Linked DNA regions of Oryctolagus cuniculus: region 2 is linked to region 1. A link is a contact called in public Micro-C data. All regions are on one chromosome and are shown on one strand. Each heading gives the region's core, a stretch centred on a gene start, on an enhancer-like site or on the middle of the called end of the contact. The rest is flanking DNA. Distances are from core to core; before and after follow the strand shown.

Evidence for each region. Hi-C and Micro-C count contacts between places; a contact is called where the count stands out from the background.
Region 2: a contact with region 1 is called in a Micro-C map of ear pinna, with 2.3 times the contacts expected there. The contact joins the promoter of GLYCTK here to the promoter of TNNC1 in region 1. A contact is called at or near these places in 3 of 6 Hi-C or Micro-C datasets (ear pinna, psoas muscle and an unstated tissue).

What each region holds. Positions count from the first base shown.
Region 1 is chr10:97,258,312-97,266,142 of mOryCun1.1, reverse strand. It overlaps TNNC1 (troponin C1, slow skeletal and cardiac type), which reads right to left and starts at 4,720. Exons shown (of 6, transcript XM_002713240.5): 1 at 4,454-4,720; 2 at 3,014-3,044; 3 at 2,653-2,799; 4 at 2,335-2,449; 5 at 2,042-2,178; 6 at 1,790-1,965. The coding sequence starts at 4,477. The coding sequence ends at 1,934. NISCH (nischarin) reads left to right here and starts at 6,050. Exons shown (of 21, transcript XM_051852340.2): 1 at 6,050-6,297. The coding sequence starts at 6,202.
Region 2 is chr10:97,414,651-97,422,481 of mOryCun1.1, reverse strand. GLYCTK (glycerate kinase) reads left to right here and starts at 4,193. Exons shown (of 5, transcript XM_017343861.3): 1 at 4,193-4,311; 2 at 6,146-6,561; 3 at 6,779-6,930; 4 at 7,535-7,710. The coding sequence starts at 6,185.

The DNA.
Region 1 (7,831 bases), core at 3,471-5,970:
TCTGCAGAGGGGTCCAGGTCTTGGGGCAGTGTCACCCTCTGGCAGGGGTCGGGAAGCTCATGGCCGCTGGCGAGGTCTCAGGCTCCCGGGTCGGAGTGGACGTAGGGGGGACGCTGGGCAGCACGAGGGCACGTGAAGGAATAGCGCCCCCTCCGTGCTGACTTCCGGGGCTCGCTTGCTATGCTGTGGTTAGTTCAGATGTTAGCATTTGGGGAACTTGGGTGAAGGGCAAGCGGGAGCTTTCTGTGCTATTTTTGCAAGTCTGGGATTTCAAAATGTGAAACCCACTAGAGGAGCACAGGGGCCTCCGCTTCCCAGTACCCCACCGTGGAACCTGTGCCTCCCCGGCTTCCAGAGCCCGGGAATTGGCAGTTGGGCCAAAAGTCTAGCAGTCACTCCCGCCTCTTACTTCCTGCCTCTATGCCCATTCCTTCAGCAAGTTCTGCCCGTTCTGGTTCCAAAACGTGCCCTGAGCCCCTGCACCCCACTCCCTTCCCACAGCGTCCGCCTCACCCTGCCCCAGCCCAGGGGGTGCTCCTGCTGCCCCCACCTCCCCCTCACCTGGACTGAGTTTCTCGTGGGGCCTGGCCCTGACCCCTTCTCCCAAACCTGCTGAGGGAGGCTTGACTCCTCTCCCTTGCCCCACCGTGGCCAGTTCCCTGTGGTTCTTCAAGCCTTGCTCAAAGGACCAACAACTCCAGGAAGCCCTCCCAGACTACCTGCGGGCCCAGCACGCCTCCGCAGTCTCTATTCCAGCCCCACACTGGTGCTCCCATTGCGCTCGCTTCACTCTTGGTCTCCGTGGGTGGACCAGGCTTCACTCATGCATCCCAGCACCCACCATGGCCAGGCCCATGGCAGGTGTGTGAGTAAAAGGTGGGTGTGCTGTCGGGGGCTGTCCACTGTGGCCCTTTCATCTCTCTGGCTGCCCCTGCATGTCTGTAGGGCTCCCCGAGTTCTCCAGCTCCCAGGGCAGGCCTGAGGCTCCCGGGCAGCTCCTGGCAGCTCTGGCCCCCACCAGAAGCATCCCCAGAATTCCAAGAGTGTCTCTGGAATGCCAGGCCTGTGTGGGGAATTGCCTGGGCGGAGGCACAGGTGCAGAGGCCGGGACAGCTGTGGGCATTCTGGCTGGAGCCTGGGTGCCGGCGGCAGCTGCCCCTCCTGGGAGCGCCACCGCTGACACCTCGGCCTCCCTGCAGCCCCCACCGCCTCCCAGGGCGAGCCCCCTGTGCTGGCGCCGCTCTGGCCTGGGGAATCTGCACTGAGCTCAGAGGCCCCTGCCAGCCGCCAGCCTCTAAGAGTCACAGGAACCGGCCCATCACACAGAGCCCCAGCCAGGCAGCTTCACTCTTCTTCAAACTCCGGGGTGTCCTGCACGGTCCCGGCACCTCTCGAGGTCCCTGGGGTCCCGCCTGTGAAACGGGCGAGGGGAAGCAGGGCCGACGCGACGCCCCTCGGTCCCCAGGAGCTGATGTTTCTGTGGGTCGGAGCCAGGGCCTGCTGGGTCCCACAGGGCCAGCTTCCCCGCAGGCAGAGCTGAGAGGCACTGTACTGCCGGCTCCCTTCAAGGAGAGAAGCCCTGGGCTGCCACCTGCTCTGACCACAGCTGCGTCCCAGAAGCTTGTGCGAATGCATTACTTCAGCCATAGAAAGCAGTGTGCAGAGTGTGGAGCACGGCCACAGGCCCTGAGAGACTCCAAGGCTTCCAGCAGGGGCTGGGGATCCAGAGCAGGCGCAGACCCCGGGAAGGGCGCGGGCACCGGGAGGGGGCAGTCAGAGGCAGGCAGGCCACTGGGGGGCAAGGCTTTATTCACACCGCAGGCTGGGGAGGGATCCAGGGTCGGGGCGAGGGGCGGCTGACCCTCATGGCCCCGCCCCGGCGGCACCCCAGCTGGAGTCGGAGCATCTGGGCGGCTCCCGCTGAAGGCTGGGTCTATTCCACACCCTTCATGAATTCCAGGAACTCTGTGGAGAGAGGGCCAGGAGGCAGTGAGCGGGCCGCCGGGCAGGGCACGGCGGCAGGGCCCCGGCCCCTGCTCACCGTCGTAGTCGATGCGGCCGTCGTTGTTCTTGTCGCCGTCCTTCATGAGCTCCTCGATGTCGTCCTCCGTGATGGTCTCGCCCGTGGCCTGCAGCATGATCTTCAGCTCGTCCAGGTCGATGTAGCCGTCGGCGTTTCTGAGGGGGAGCCGGGGCTGCAGCTTGTGGGGAGGGCCGGAGGCACCCCTCACCCCCCTCACACAGGGTCCCTTCATCTCAAATTGGAGGCTGCCCACTGCCCCAGTTCTGCCCGGTCAGGGTGGCAGGCTCAGAGGTCAAGAGCAGCGCGCTCACTTGTCAAACATGCGGAAGAGGTCAGACAGCTCCTCCTCGGATTTCCCTTTGCTGTCGTCCTTCATACAGCGGACCATCATGACCAGGAACTCGTCGAAGTCCACCGTGCCGCTGCCTGTGGTGCGGGCGGCATGCCGTGAGGCAGCGGCCTGGACACAAGCCCCACGTTCTCCCTGCACCCTCACACCGCCTCTTGGAGGCGAGCGTGGTCAGTATGCCCATTTGACAGACGAGACAACTGAGGCTCAAACAGGCTAAACAGCCGCTGGACAGACAGAGCCAGGCCTGACCCCAGCGAGACGGGCAGGCGGGGCTCACCGTCTTCGTCCACCTCGTCGATCATCTCCTGCAGCTCCTCGGGCGTGGGGTTCTGGCCCAGCATCCGCATCACCTTGCCCAGCTCCTTGGTGCTGATGCAGCCATCCTCCGCGCCCAGCACGAAGATGTCGAAGGCCGCCTTGAACTCTGCATCAACAAGGTGGGGCCGGGGACAGAGAGAGAGCAGCGCGTCTCAGCAGCCAGGACCCCAGAGGGCCAGCTGCCAAGCTGCCTTCTTCCCTCTGAGACCGCTGAGGTGCCAGCCAGGGGGCCCAGCTTCTGGCCTCCAGCTGGGACTCCTCTCCTGGGACTCCCCCAGCCTGGCCCTGCTGTCCCCAGCAGTGCAGCAGGGGACACTCACCATTTTTCTGCTCTTCTGTCAGCTGCTCTACCTAGGGAGGAAAAGGGGTCTCAGGACACAGACTCAGGCCTTGGCTGCTTTCGAGGGAAGCAACTGTCCCACAGGTGGGAAGGCTGAAGCCAGGAGCCAGGCCACCAAGAAGAGACCTCAGCCCTCCCTTCCTGTCCCAAAGCCCTGAGGTGACACAGCTGGCCTCACTGAGGCTGGGCTCGGGGCCAGGGTGACAGGTGGGCACCCCCTCCAGGGCCAAGGTGACCCGGGGTAACAATAGCCAGTGACCACTCAACGCCCTTTCAGCCTCCCTAATGAAACCCAAGCTGCGAGGCCTGAAGGACAGCTGTCCCTCAGGCTGGGACAATAAAACTCGGGTGGGGACGGGCAAAGCCACCCTCTGTAACCTGACCAGGGTGACCACTGGGCTATTTTTAACGGGGGACAAAGTTAAACCTGGTGATTGTTCTGGGACTTCGGCATGCTGGGGGTGGGGCAGCGTTATCTGGCCCCCTGGCCTACTGCTGTCGCCTAGGGAGCCAAAATTAGTCCCCAGCCCCGCCAGGCCATGTATGGGCACTGGGCGGAGGGCTGCCTCCACCACCCCCCTGGTGGGGGTGGGTGGGCACACCCCCACAGCCAGCCATAGCCCTTCCCTGCCTAGGAGTGGGGCCGCATTCAAGGGGCTGAGGGAGGGTTCCCCTGGGGACAGCGCCTGGGCTCCCATGTGCTTGTCCCCGGGGCAGAGGTCACCCCCCCGGGATGGAACAGGGTCTGAAGCCCCTCAGTGACCCCAGCAGGGTGCAGGTACTTGGGGTGACCACTCTCCAGCCCTTGCTCCCTGACCCTCGTCCCCAGCTAAACCACTGAGCCCTGAGTTTACCCGTGGGCTGGGCCCCTCATTGTCGGTTCCCGTCTTCCCTGCCCCACCTCTCCTGCACGCACACCTAGTCCTTCCCTGCCTTGAGCTTCCATGCCCCTTCCCTAGCCCAGACTCGGGTCTTGCAGCCTGCTCCTCACGACCCCTGGCCACGTTCCAGTCAGCTAGGAAGTGGAGGTTGGAGGGGCACTGCAAGGGTGCGAGCGACAGGCTGCGAGGGGCAGGGAGGGCCAGGAGACAGGAGACAGCCACAGAGACTCAGAGAGGCAGCTCCAGGGGAGCTGAGAGATGCGGAGACATGATGCAGAGATGTGGCCGAGATGGGCACACAGCCTACAGACACGGGAAACAGGGGGCTTGACGGCAAAGGCTCTGACCCCCTCCACTCACCCTGCCAGCTCCACTAGACTGAACCCCCCCCCATGCCAGACCCACCGTCCCTTTGAAGATGCATGTTTGTGTGGGCCTCTCCTGGGTCCCCCCCACTTTGCTGGGGGTCCCCCCGCCCCCATTCTGGGCTAAGTTCCCAGCGGCTCCCCCACCCCAGCCCTGCCCCTCTGCTTCCTCACCGCAGCTTTGTAGATGTCATCCATGCTGTCAGTTCACAGGACGGCTGCTGGGGTTGCCAGCAGCCCTGGGCCTCGGCTTAAATAGCCCTGCTCTGCATTCCCGGCCCAGCCCAGCCCACCGCGGCGTGCAGCGTCCTCCGCCCCCTCCCCGTCCCGGGGAGCTCGGGCTGGCCAGACTCCCTGTGTCCTTTGCCTAGGGCAGGGAGCAGATGCAAGGCTGCAAGGAGCAGCCCTCTGCCCCTCACACCACACGTAAGACTCCCTAGAAAAGCTTCTTTTTTTTTAAAAGATATTTTATTTGAAAGGCAGAATAACAGGAGAGAGAGAGAAAGAGGGCTGGTTCCATTGGCTGGAACACTCTCCCAAACAGCAGCCAAATCTGGGCCAGGATGAATCCGGGAGCCAGGAACTCCAACCTGGTCTCCTACATGGGTGGCAGGAGTCTAAGTTCTTGAGCCATGGTTTGCTGCCTTCCCAGGCGCATCAGCAGGAAGCTGGATCAGAAGCAGATCAGTCCAGACTCGAACTGCAGTCTGAGACGGGACACCAGCCTTGGAAGCAGTGGCTTGCCCCGCTCTGCCACCCTAGACAGCTTTCTTGAACGAATGGGGGGAGGTAGAGGCCTCAGGCCACGCCTGCATGCGGCAGCTCAACCTTCCACCCAGTCGTGGGGATGCACACGACCGAGGCCCTGGAGGAGTGCTGACTTGGCCAAGATTCGGCAGTCTCGGCAGCCCTTGCCTTAAGCGAACCCTCCCCAAGTGAGGGACAAGGCCAGCACGGGGGGTGCAGGGCCCTGCGGAGAGATGCCAAATGCCAAGGCACGGTGCCATGGAACCGGTGAAGGACCGGGTAATCCGGAGCCCTTCAGCTGGAAGTGCCAGAGAGGCCACGGCCCAGGCCTCCAGTTTGCCCCGTGCTTGAGCCAGCTGCACTCAGATACCACCCCTAGAAACCTCCCCCTCCCAGCGTCTTCACCTGTAGCTGGGTCTTCCACTGGGTCAGGGCTTCCTTGCCCCTGGGCAGCACTGTGGCACCTGCCCGGGCGGGGGGGGGGGGCAGGGCCAGCCTGTCTCCCCCCACCTTGCGCTCAGGCAGGACACCACCTGGGGTTTCGCGCACAGCGGCCAGACCGTCCCCTTCCCTCCACCCACCATGCCAGCTCCTCTCCAGATTCCGCCCCCACCCCTGCGGAGCTCCCGCTGGATAAACTCCCTGGCTGGCAGACTACTCCGTGCTGGGCTCGCTAAGTTCTCCAGGGGCCACCGGGTCAGCAGATGCCCAAGCCTGGAGAGGTTTGGGACTGGCCGAGTCACGGGCCCAGCTCCTGTCTCCTGCCAGGAGGGGCATGAGTCTGACAGCCTGGGGATGCGCTACGACTGCCCTCTTTTCCGGAGAAAGAAACTGAGCCGGGCGGAACCGTAGCCCAGAAGGCCACAAGCCTTCCAGCCTCCTTTCTCCAGGGCTGGGACTCTTCGCTCTGCGTTCTGTTGCGCCGCCGCGGCGCCACGCAAACACAGGCGCCGGGAGCGAGCGGGTCCCGCGGGGTGCGCATGCGCGCCGGCGGCGGCTACCGTCCACTGCGCGCGAGGGGCGGGGCGAAGGCTGAGACAGCAGCGGGGCCAAGATGGCGGCGCAGCGCGAGGCGGGGGCGGGGGGCGGCGGGGGCCTGGGGGCGGTGGGACGCTGACCCCGCCCCCTGCTGCTGCCAGTCTGCGCCGAGCGGCTGTGGCGGCGGAGCCCCGAACATGGCGGCTTCGGCGGGCGGCTTCGGGCCCGAGCGGGAGGCCGAGCCGGCCAAGGAAGCGCGCGTCGTGGGCTCCGAGCTCGTGGACACGTATACGGTGTGCTGGGGGCGTGGGCACCCGCACCAGGGGTGGCAGCCGGAGTCAGGGTGTTGAGGAGGCATGAGGAGGGGTCAGGGTCCCGCGGCCGGTTGGAGTGGGTGGAGGCGTTTGCGGTTCCGAGGAGAGGGGCCTGGGATAGGAAATTTGGGGAGGGGTCTGGGTTCTGCAGGTCCGCAGGGAGGGTTCCGGAAAAGGGTATGCGATCAGAAAAGGAGACTTGGGTTAGGGAGGATCTGGGAATAAAGGGGCTCTGGGGAGGGAGAGGCTGTCCAGATGATGCGGACCCCTTCTAGATCCTCTAGGCCTGGAAGGGTGGTAGCCGTGGAGTGGGGGGAGCCTTGTCAGGGGGTCCGAGAGGGAAGGGGATGTGTGGGGAAGAACCGTGATGGATGCAATCAGGGTTAAGGACCAGGGCCCTGCCGGCGGGGAAGGAGAGGGGGCGGGGCTTGCTGGGGGTTGGCTGGGATGGCGGCAGAGATGTGCTCTGAGAAGTGAGGGGCTGTACTGGTATACAGGGGACCCTGGGGATCTGGTGGAGATGAGAAGGGTGGAGGCCAGCCGTGGGGAAATGGGGGGTGGTCTCAGAACTTGAACGCGGATCCAGAAACCGTGGGATAACCCCGTGGCTTTGGCTGTAGGCGGAGGTGGGGCAGGCAGCAAGCCCTGGCACATACTTCCAAGCCACAGGGGAGACAGGTCAGAAAGGGGGCTTGATTTCTGACCGTGGAGTAGGGGAGGGTAGGTGCCAAGCCATGAGCCTGGTGGGGTACCTGGCAAAAAGCGGCCCTGGGTTGGGATGCAGTGAGCACCTCCTGCCTTGTGCTTTGTTCCTGGAAGGTGGGGGGCTTTGACCCTGCCCCTGTGCCCACCCTCTTGGTCCACCTTCTAAGGCCCCTCCCTGGTGACTTTTCCTCTGGCTCTTTCTCCTTTGGGGGCTGGGGTGGGAAGAGGCACTGGGGCGGGTCCTGGAGCCACGGGCTTAAGCTGAAGTGACTCTTCTCTCAGTTCCCTGCTTGCCGCTGAGAAGGGCAGGAAACTTGGACTGGGGCCCCGCTAGGCGAGGGGTAGGACTGGCTGTCCCTCCTCTGTGGGCTGCAGTCAGCATGAGGCGGTCTCCATATCGGGCTGAGCCCCTCAGTGTGTGGAGGGGAAGTGAGGGTCCCTGCCGGCCCCCTCATTATCTGTCCCTGGGTTTGCCTCGTTGGACGTTAGGATGACGTCTGCCCTGTTGGCAGCATTTTGTATGAGAACTTCCTTGCTGCTTAAACCTACCAGAGTTTAAGAGGGAGAAACTGAGGCTCAGAACTTGGGCTCCGATTCACCTACATGAGTGATGCATAAGCCACAGCCAGGACATGGCAGAGCCAGGGTTTGGACCCAGGTCTTCCCAAATGGAAAGCCACGTTGCCTGCCTGTTAGGGCGCCGTTGCCTGCCACTGCCTCCCCCTAAGCTTCCTGGTCCTTGATTCCTCCTCAGCGCCAGAAACCATAGCCGTGAACCAGTTGAAAAAGTGGGGAAAGGATTTGCTTC
Region 2 (7,831 bases), core at 2,944-5,443, 160 kb before region 1:
CCGAGCCTCTCCGGAGCCAGGAGCTTCCCCTGGGGTCTCCCACGTGGGCGCAGGAAGGACTTGGGCCTTCCTTTACTGTCTTCCCAGGCATATCAGTACGGAGCTGGTTTGGAAGTGGAGCAGCTGGGACTGTTAGGTAGGAAGTTAGGTATGAGCTTATGTGTGTATGACAAAGGCCTCTGGAGAAGACAGCATATGCATCTACATCTCAAAGTCATCCCAATAATGCTTCAGGGGCAGCCCAGTGTTCGCATCCTGCCCTGCCCCCTTCTATCTGATAACCTGCCAGGTGGGGGTCCCCGCCCCTTCTGCCTGACAAATCTTCCACAATCTCCCAGATGCAGCCCAGTACCTGCATTTCAAACACCCCATTCTCTAGGGGGTCCTGCTCACCCTTCCTCTGAACCCAGCTAGGCTTCCTCCTGTCTGATACCTTCAGGCGAAAACTCAGATAGGAGCTTCTTAGTATTTACAGCCATAAAATCCTTTGTTTCAGGAGGAAATGTGTGAAGACAGAGACCCATCTCCTTAAAAACTCCTGGCCTAAATGTAGACCAGCACTCTCTTCAGGTACTGTCTAGAGAGGTGCCCATCCGTTCTTATGGATGTCCCTTCCCTAATAAACTTTGCTACTTCTACTTTCCAATACTGTCTCACGCCTGAATTCTTTCTTGCGCGAAGACAAGAACCCTCCAATTTCTCCGGTAACAGAACCAGTGCCCATATGGAATACTGGTGCTGTAGGTCGGGGCTTTAACCTGCTGCACCACAGTGCCGGCCCCATCTGTATTTTTTTTTTAAGATTTATTTTTATTTATTTGAAAGCAGAGTTACAGAGAGAGGTAGAGACAGAGAGGTCTTCCATCTGCTGGTTCATTCCCCAAATGGCTGCAATGGCCAGAGCTGAGCTAATCCGAAGCCAGGAAGCAGGAGCTTCTTCCAGGTCTCCCACTTGGGTGCAGGAGCCCAAGGACTTGGGCCATCCTCCACTGCTTTCCCAGGTGCATTAGTAGGGAGCTGGATAGGAAGTGGAGCAGTTGGGACTTGAACTGAAGCCATATGGGATGCCGGTGCTGCTGGCTAGGGCTTTAATCGGCTGCCACAGCACAGGCCTTATTCCTATCTGTATTCTTAAAAATTGTTAATTTATTTGAGAGGCAGGGACACAGACAAACACACATACACACAATGCTACCATCTTCTGGGTCACTCCCCAAATGCCTGCAATGGCCAGAGCCAGGAACTGGGAACTCAGTTGAGGTCTCCTTGGTCAGTAGCAGAAACTCAATCTTTAGAACCATCACCTGGTGCCTTCCAGGTCTGCATTCACAAGATGGTGGAGTCAGGAGCTGCAGGTGGGTTTTGAACCCAGGCATTTCAGTAACGAACTCTGCTAGGCCAAATTCCCATGCTTTAGTGGATATTTAGATGACTTAACGCTCATAAAATCTCTGGGCAGAATATCTTTTCATATCTATTGAAGGAAGTCAGAATATGCCACTCCAAAACATGCCACCGTGGCATCAGAGTCATTTTTGAGCTGAAGGCCTTTGGGAAATAGCATATGCAGTAAGGACTCCTTGCCCTCCCCCTTTCTACTAAAAGCAGGACCTAAATTTCTTATCAGAAAGGTGCTCTCCCCTGTACCAGTAAGAGGAAAACATTCTTATCATTGGAGACAGGCAATTGACACTGATCCAAATCTGTACAAACAAACCGTACTAAAACAGTGCTTATGTTCCAGCACCATCCCCTCTTATTTACCTTCGCACAAATACCGCTCCTAGAGGCTCAAATTCCTTTTTGCCCTGTCAGGTCCCCGCAGTTTATCACTCCTTGTTAAAAATGTATACACATTCTCAAGTCTAACCACTTCAGGGTTTTCACTTCCTTTCTGTGAGGCCCTCCACTGCAAGTGAAATCAATCTTTTCCCCTCCCGATAATCTGTGTTTTGTCAGCTTAATTTACAGGGCCTCAGTCACTGGACTTAAGGGGGTAAGAGAAAAGTTCTTCCCCTACCCCATGTTCTCCACACGCACAACTCCGTCCTTGAGGTGAAACTGCCTGTCACACTTTTTATACTGGTGTTCACTGCCGAAGTGCCCTCCACAAAGCCTGCTGGCATATTTATGGCCACTCTGACACTGTGAGTACACACTCTGGGGACGCTTGTTTTCTCAGCGCTAAATTCCATTGCTTCATAGAGCCTTCTGCTTCCACTTACCACAGTCTTTTCTTTTTATGAAGCCCTTTCTGCCCAGGCACTGTAAGCACTTAGCAGCTGAACACTTCACTGTTCTGTTAAAATTGTTTCAAGAGAAAAAAAAAAGGAGACATTCCAGCTTCTATTTGTGCCTGGGTATACAGGGTAGTAGGAATATAATATGAATTAGACTGAGAAATTCACAGTTCAGTGGGCATTGAAACCTTGCTGTTGCCCAATGCATTTATTTTGTGATTAGCCTAAGGTGACAAAGGATTTAAAATGGGTACAATTAGTCTCCTGTTAACAGACAGAACAGCTCCGGCCTCTTTGTGAGAGTTTCCATTGCTAACTAATCAGAGAGGTGCACACATTTTCACTCCCAGCAACAGTGTGAGGATGCAGTCAGAGAAGCAGTGCTTCCCAAGTAAAAGTACCACTTCCTGCCTAGCCCAGCAGCGCCAGCATTTGGTTCTACATTTATGTAGAGGTCCCGGCGGTACAGTGGTTAAATGTCATATCCCTTACTAGAGTGCCTGGGTCAAGTCCCCACTCTTCTTCTGATCCAGCTTCTTCCGGCTAATGTGCACACTGGGAGGCAGCAGATGATAACTCAAGTGCTTGGGTTTCTGCCGACCTCATGGGAGACCCACTCAGATTGTTTCAGGCTCCTGGTTTTGGCTTGGTCCAGCTATAGCTGTTGTGGACATTTGGAGAGTGAACTAGCAATACAGTTTTCTTTCTCTCTGCCTTTCAGATAAAGTAAAAAGAAATTAAAAAACAAAAACAAAAAACTCGGCCGGCGCTGTGGCTCACTTGGCTAATCCTCTGCCTGCGGCGCCAGCATCCCATATGGGCACGGGTTCTAGTCCTGGCTGCTCCTCTTCCAGTCCAGCTCTCTGCTGTGGCCCGGGAAGGCAGTGGAGGATGGCCCAAGTGCTTGGGCTCTTGAACCCGCATGGGAGACCAGGAGGAAGCACCTGGCTCCTGGCTTTGGATCGGTGCAGCATGCCGGCCGTAGCAGCCATTTGGGGGGTGAACCAACGGAAGGAAGACCATTCTCTTTCTCTCTCACTAACTCTATTTGTCAAATAAAAAAAAAAAAGGAATTAAAAAAAACCTCATGAAATGTCCTTTTTTCAAATGTTGAATAATGGGATGAATAATGCATGGATGGATGAAGACAGCTTGCTATACACAAGGAACAACTATGAATTGGTGGTATTTACAATCTCCTCCACATTAAACAGTTAAGGAAGCAGAGGAGGTACCTTCATTTTGATGATGGAGTGGGAATAAAAGGTTGTGTATTATAAAGGGGAAGAAAAACCCTGGGAGAGAGCTGGAAGCCAGGTGGGGTGTTGTTCGTGACCAGCACACAGCGTATTTTGCTGACCTACTGAGATATGCGGCGACTGACAAAGGGAACAGGTATGGGGAAGCGGGTTTTGGTAAGTTTTAGGAAGTCTGTCCTGTGAGGTGTGCTGCAACTCCTTCCCCATTTCCCCGTGAAAACTGTACTCTTGTGCTTTGATAATCTGGCCAGAACCCGTGTCCTGTCTGTGGGAAGGCATCAAGCCTGGCTCAGGGTGGACACAGGGTGACAAGGAAAGCGACAAAGGTCCAGGGGTCATGTGTGTTTACATGCGGCTTGTGGTCGAAGATCATCGAACAGAACGCTCCTGCTGAGCTACGGCTGCATGTGATGGTCCGGGGTGGGCTGTGGGTCCATATGCTCTGCCGAGCGCCTGGCACCTAACGGAAGTTTAGGGACGCATTTGCCGACTGCTTCGTCCAGGATAAATAAGATGACGGGTCACTAAACACAAGTGAGAAGGGAGTTGGCACTACCATTACTCAGGCCTGAAGGTGACTCTTTGCAAGTCTCTTCGTGGTCAGTGGGGAGCCAATGTCATAATTCCCGGCCGAAGCCTTAATTCCCACTGCGGTTTCCCTGGCGCCCAGTCCCACCGCAGCTTCCATCTTGCACCCGCTTTAAACCCGCCCCAAGGCAGACTGCCCGACGCCACACTTCCGGGTTTCGCTCCGCCCCCCGCAAGCACTTCCGGTTCCTGCTCCGAAGGCCGCGGCCAGGAGCTATAAAGCGGTAAGTTGCCGCTGCAGAAGCAGTCACTGGCCAGGGCGCCATAGGACTAGGAGGCGGCGGGCCTTTATTCCTTGAGTCATTCTGTATTACACGGCGGCATTTCTCTGGCGAGAGCCCCGCCCCTACCCGGGGAATGCGTCACTTCCGGTCTCTGCTGGGTGTGTGTTTTGGGGGTGGAGGGTGAAGCCGGAAGTGGCGCCAGCCCCACATAGTGGCGGAGAGGAGTGTGGGCTGTTCTAGGTGTTTGTGTGTTTTGCGCTGCAGTGTCTCGGACGCTAGGAGAGACTTTCCTGAGGAGAATTGGCGGATATACAGGAGATGCAGTGTGAAATCTGAATTTAACTGGACCCCTTGAGCTTCCCCGTACCGTAGGCTATCCACTGGCGAAGTTGGGCTCTTCTGGGCCTTTGTCCTCTGGAAAACAGGTCCAGAGTTCATTCGGGCTGCGTAAGTCAGCTGTTGCAGGCACTGACTTTTAGTCCCAAACCTCATGGGCAGGGGTCCTCCCACCCCCCAGTGGAAGCCGGGCCGTTTTCAGAATCCCGGTGGTGGTGATGCCCTCGTTCCCTTTCTCAGCTGGAGTGAGGCAGGGCTGGCCCTCTTTCATAGGAGGCTGACAGTAACGCAGGCTAGAGGTTGCCATGTTATTTGACAGTGGGGTAAAGGAGTGTGAAATTCTGTGTTGCAGGGGACATCGTCAGAGACCCTCAGGGTGTCCAGGGCAGAGCACGAGTCTTAGTTTTGCCTCATTTCTCATTTGAAATGAATGCTGTGAGAGAAATGGAGGCGTCCCAGGCACCCAGAAAGTGCTAGCCTGGAACCCCAATTTCCAGCCTCCTACCCAGCTTGCAGCGTTACTCAAGTAGATGCGTTCTCACAGATGCTTTGGCGCTTTATTGTCCTTAAACCCTGACCAGCTTCCTAACCTTCACCCCAAGGCTTCTCTAGATTTTACTCTGCCCATTGGGAAAGTGACTGTTGGGCTCAGCCGAGGATGCTTGGCCTTTGTTCCAGCCACTGGGCACTCGCAACTGTGTATGGTGTGACCAGGGCTTGTTCTGTTATCTCACGGCCAGGAGGGGTGTTCTTGGCAGGCTTGGGTCTGGCCAGCTATGTGGGTAGAAGGGCATCTGTTCCTGTCCTGCACATGGGGCTCAGTGACACAAGGCCTCACACGGTGCCTGGGGACTTCTCTAAGGTTGCATCATACTGCCCCTGCAGAGTTGAACCTGAACCTCTTGCTGCACTGACCCTGAGTTTTGGCATTCCTCAGGTTGTGTGCCCTGAGTATGTGCCCAGGCCCAGCCGACATATCCAGATTCCCAGGCTCCCCAGCCCAATCCATGAGCCAGTGAAATAGGGCAGGCTGAAGGTCAGTGGGCTCAGAGTCAGCTGGTGGGACAACCAGCAGCCTCCTGGCAGGAGAGGAGAGGCAAGGCAGGAGGCCAGAAAGGGCACAGGCCTCTGGTGAGGGCACAGAAGTACGGGAGGTAGAAAAGGGGTGGGACGAGGGTCCACTGGGAGGCACTGTCCTGCCGTGAATGATTAACTCCCAGCCTGAGAGGAGGAGGGCTCAGCCAAGAGGAACTTTGAACTTGGGGCAGAGTGGCCAGAGGACTGCTGTGTGCTCTGCAGAAGAGGATTTGACTGAGGGGCAGGGACTGAGGTCAGGTAGCTGTGGGCTTCCTGAAGGCTCCTTAGGCTATCGGATGGCTCGTTCTGGCAGCAGGAGCTCTGGGGTCCACTGGTTCTGAGCCCAGAGCAGTGGCTTGGGAAGCCTCCTGTCTCTGGCCTTGCAATAACCTCTTCCTCACTGGTGCTTTCTCCCCCCTAGGCAGCCATGGGCGTCAGGTGGTGCTGAGGGCAGTGGGGCATGGCTGCAGCCCTGCAGGTCCTGCCCTGCTGGGTCCGAGCCCCCTTGCGCCCACTCCTCTGGGGTGGCCCCGTGGCCCGGCTAGCCAGCAGCATGGCCTTAGCAGGGCAGGCACGGCAGCTTTTTGAGAGTGCTGTGGGTGCTGTGCTGCCGGGCCCCATGCTGCATCGGGCGCTGTCCTTGGACCCTGACGGCAGGCAGCTGAAGGTGCGGGACCGGAGCTTTCAGCTGCACCAGAACCTCTACCTGGTGGGCTTCGGCAAGGCTGTGCTGGGCATGGCAGCTGCCGCCGAAGAGCTCCTGGGCCAGCATATCGTGCAGGGTGTGATCAGCGTTCCCAAGGGGATCCGTGCTGCCATGGAGCACGCCGGCAGACAGTAAGAAACCACGGGGAGCTGCTCCCCAGAGTCCTTCTGGAGGGAAACCTGCTCAGACCTGGGGTGGACCCTCCCTCACCAGCTTCCCTTTTATACTGAGTCTGGCTCAGGGACGGGTGTCAGTGGGCGTCCTCGTTCGTGCCCCCTTCACCTTGTAGCTGAGAAGTCAGGTGGGAGGAGAGATGCCCACCAACCCGTCTCTGTCTCTTGCTCTCAGGGAGATGTTGCTGAAGCCACACAGCCGAATCCAGGTATTCGAAGGCGCAGAGCACAACCTACCGGACCGAGACGCTCTGCGGGCTGCCCTGGCCATCCGGCAGCTGGCTGAGGGGCTCACAGCTGATGATCTGCTGCTCGTGCTCATCTCAGGTGTGGATGCCAGATAGGCTCAGGGCAGCTGGCAGGGCGGTGCTCCAAATATCAGGTCTTTGAGAGGTGGGTCTCAGTGCCCAGGGTCCCAGGGTAAAGTTGGGGGCAAGGGAGGCGGCAGGGAGCCTGGTTTATGACTCATACATAGATGGCCTTGGGCCAGTTGTCTGGTCGCTCCTGAGCTGTGGGGTCCTCCCCCTGAACTGTCCTCGGGTGACAGTGAGAGGTTCTGGGGGTGGGGGCATCTAAAGCGGGGCCTCACCTATCAACAGAGCTCCTGCAAAATGTCCCTGCTGTTGCTTCTGTCTGCACCGTTGTCACCCGGAAATAATACCTAGGTCTCCGACCTCCACAGAGCCCGCTCCTCGGTCCTCTGCTGTCTCCCCCTACTCTGCTCCATGTTCATGGTCTCAAGGAACAGTTAATTTTTTCCGGTGGTGGCCAGGGTGCAGTGACTGCGCACATACTCACTGCATGTCCACATGGGGGCACTCTAACCCCACCTTTCCAGCCCTACTGCTTCATGTGGGTTTGTCTGTCACTGCTTGTCTGATGCACTGGGTCAGGATATCCCTTTTGCCTGAGGCCTTCATTGACTCTGCAGGCGGGGGCTCAGCCCTGCTGCCAGCCCCCATCCCACCTGTCACCCTGGAGGAGAAGCAGATGCTCACCAAACTGCTGGCAGCCCGTGGAGCCACCATCCAGGAGCTGAACACCATCCGGAAGGCCCTGTCCCACCTCAAGGGTGGGGGGCTGGCTCAGGCCGCCTACCCTGCACAGGTGCGTGAGTTGCTTCTTCCCCAGGTGGCCTTGTGCAGGTGCCCAGGAGATGAAAGCCTGGAATAGCCTACAAATTGGTAGGGGCCCGGTGTGAGCGTCCACAGGGCCAGCTGGGTGAAAT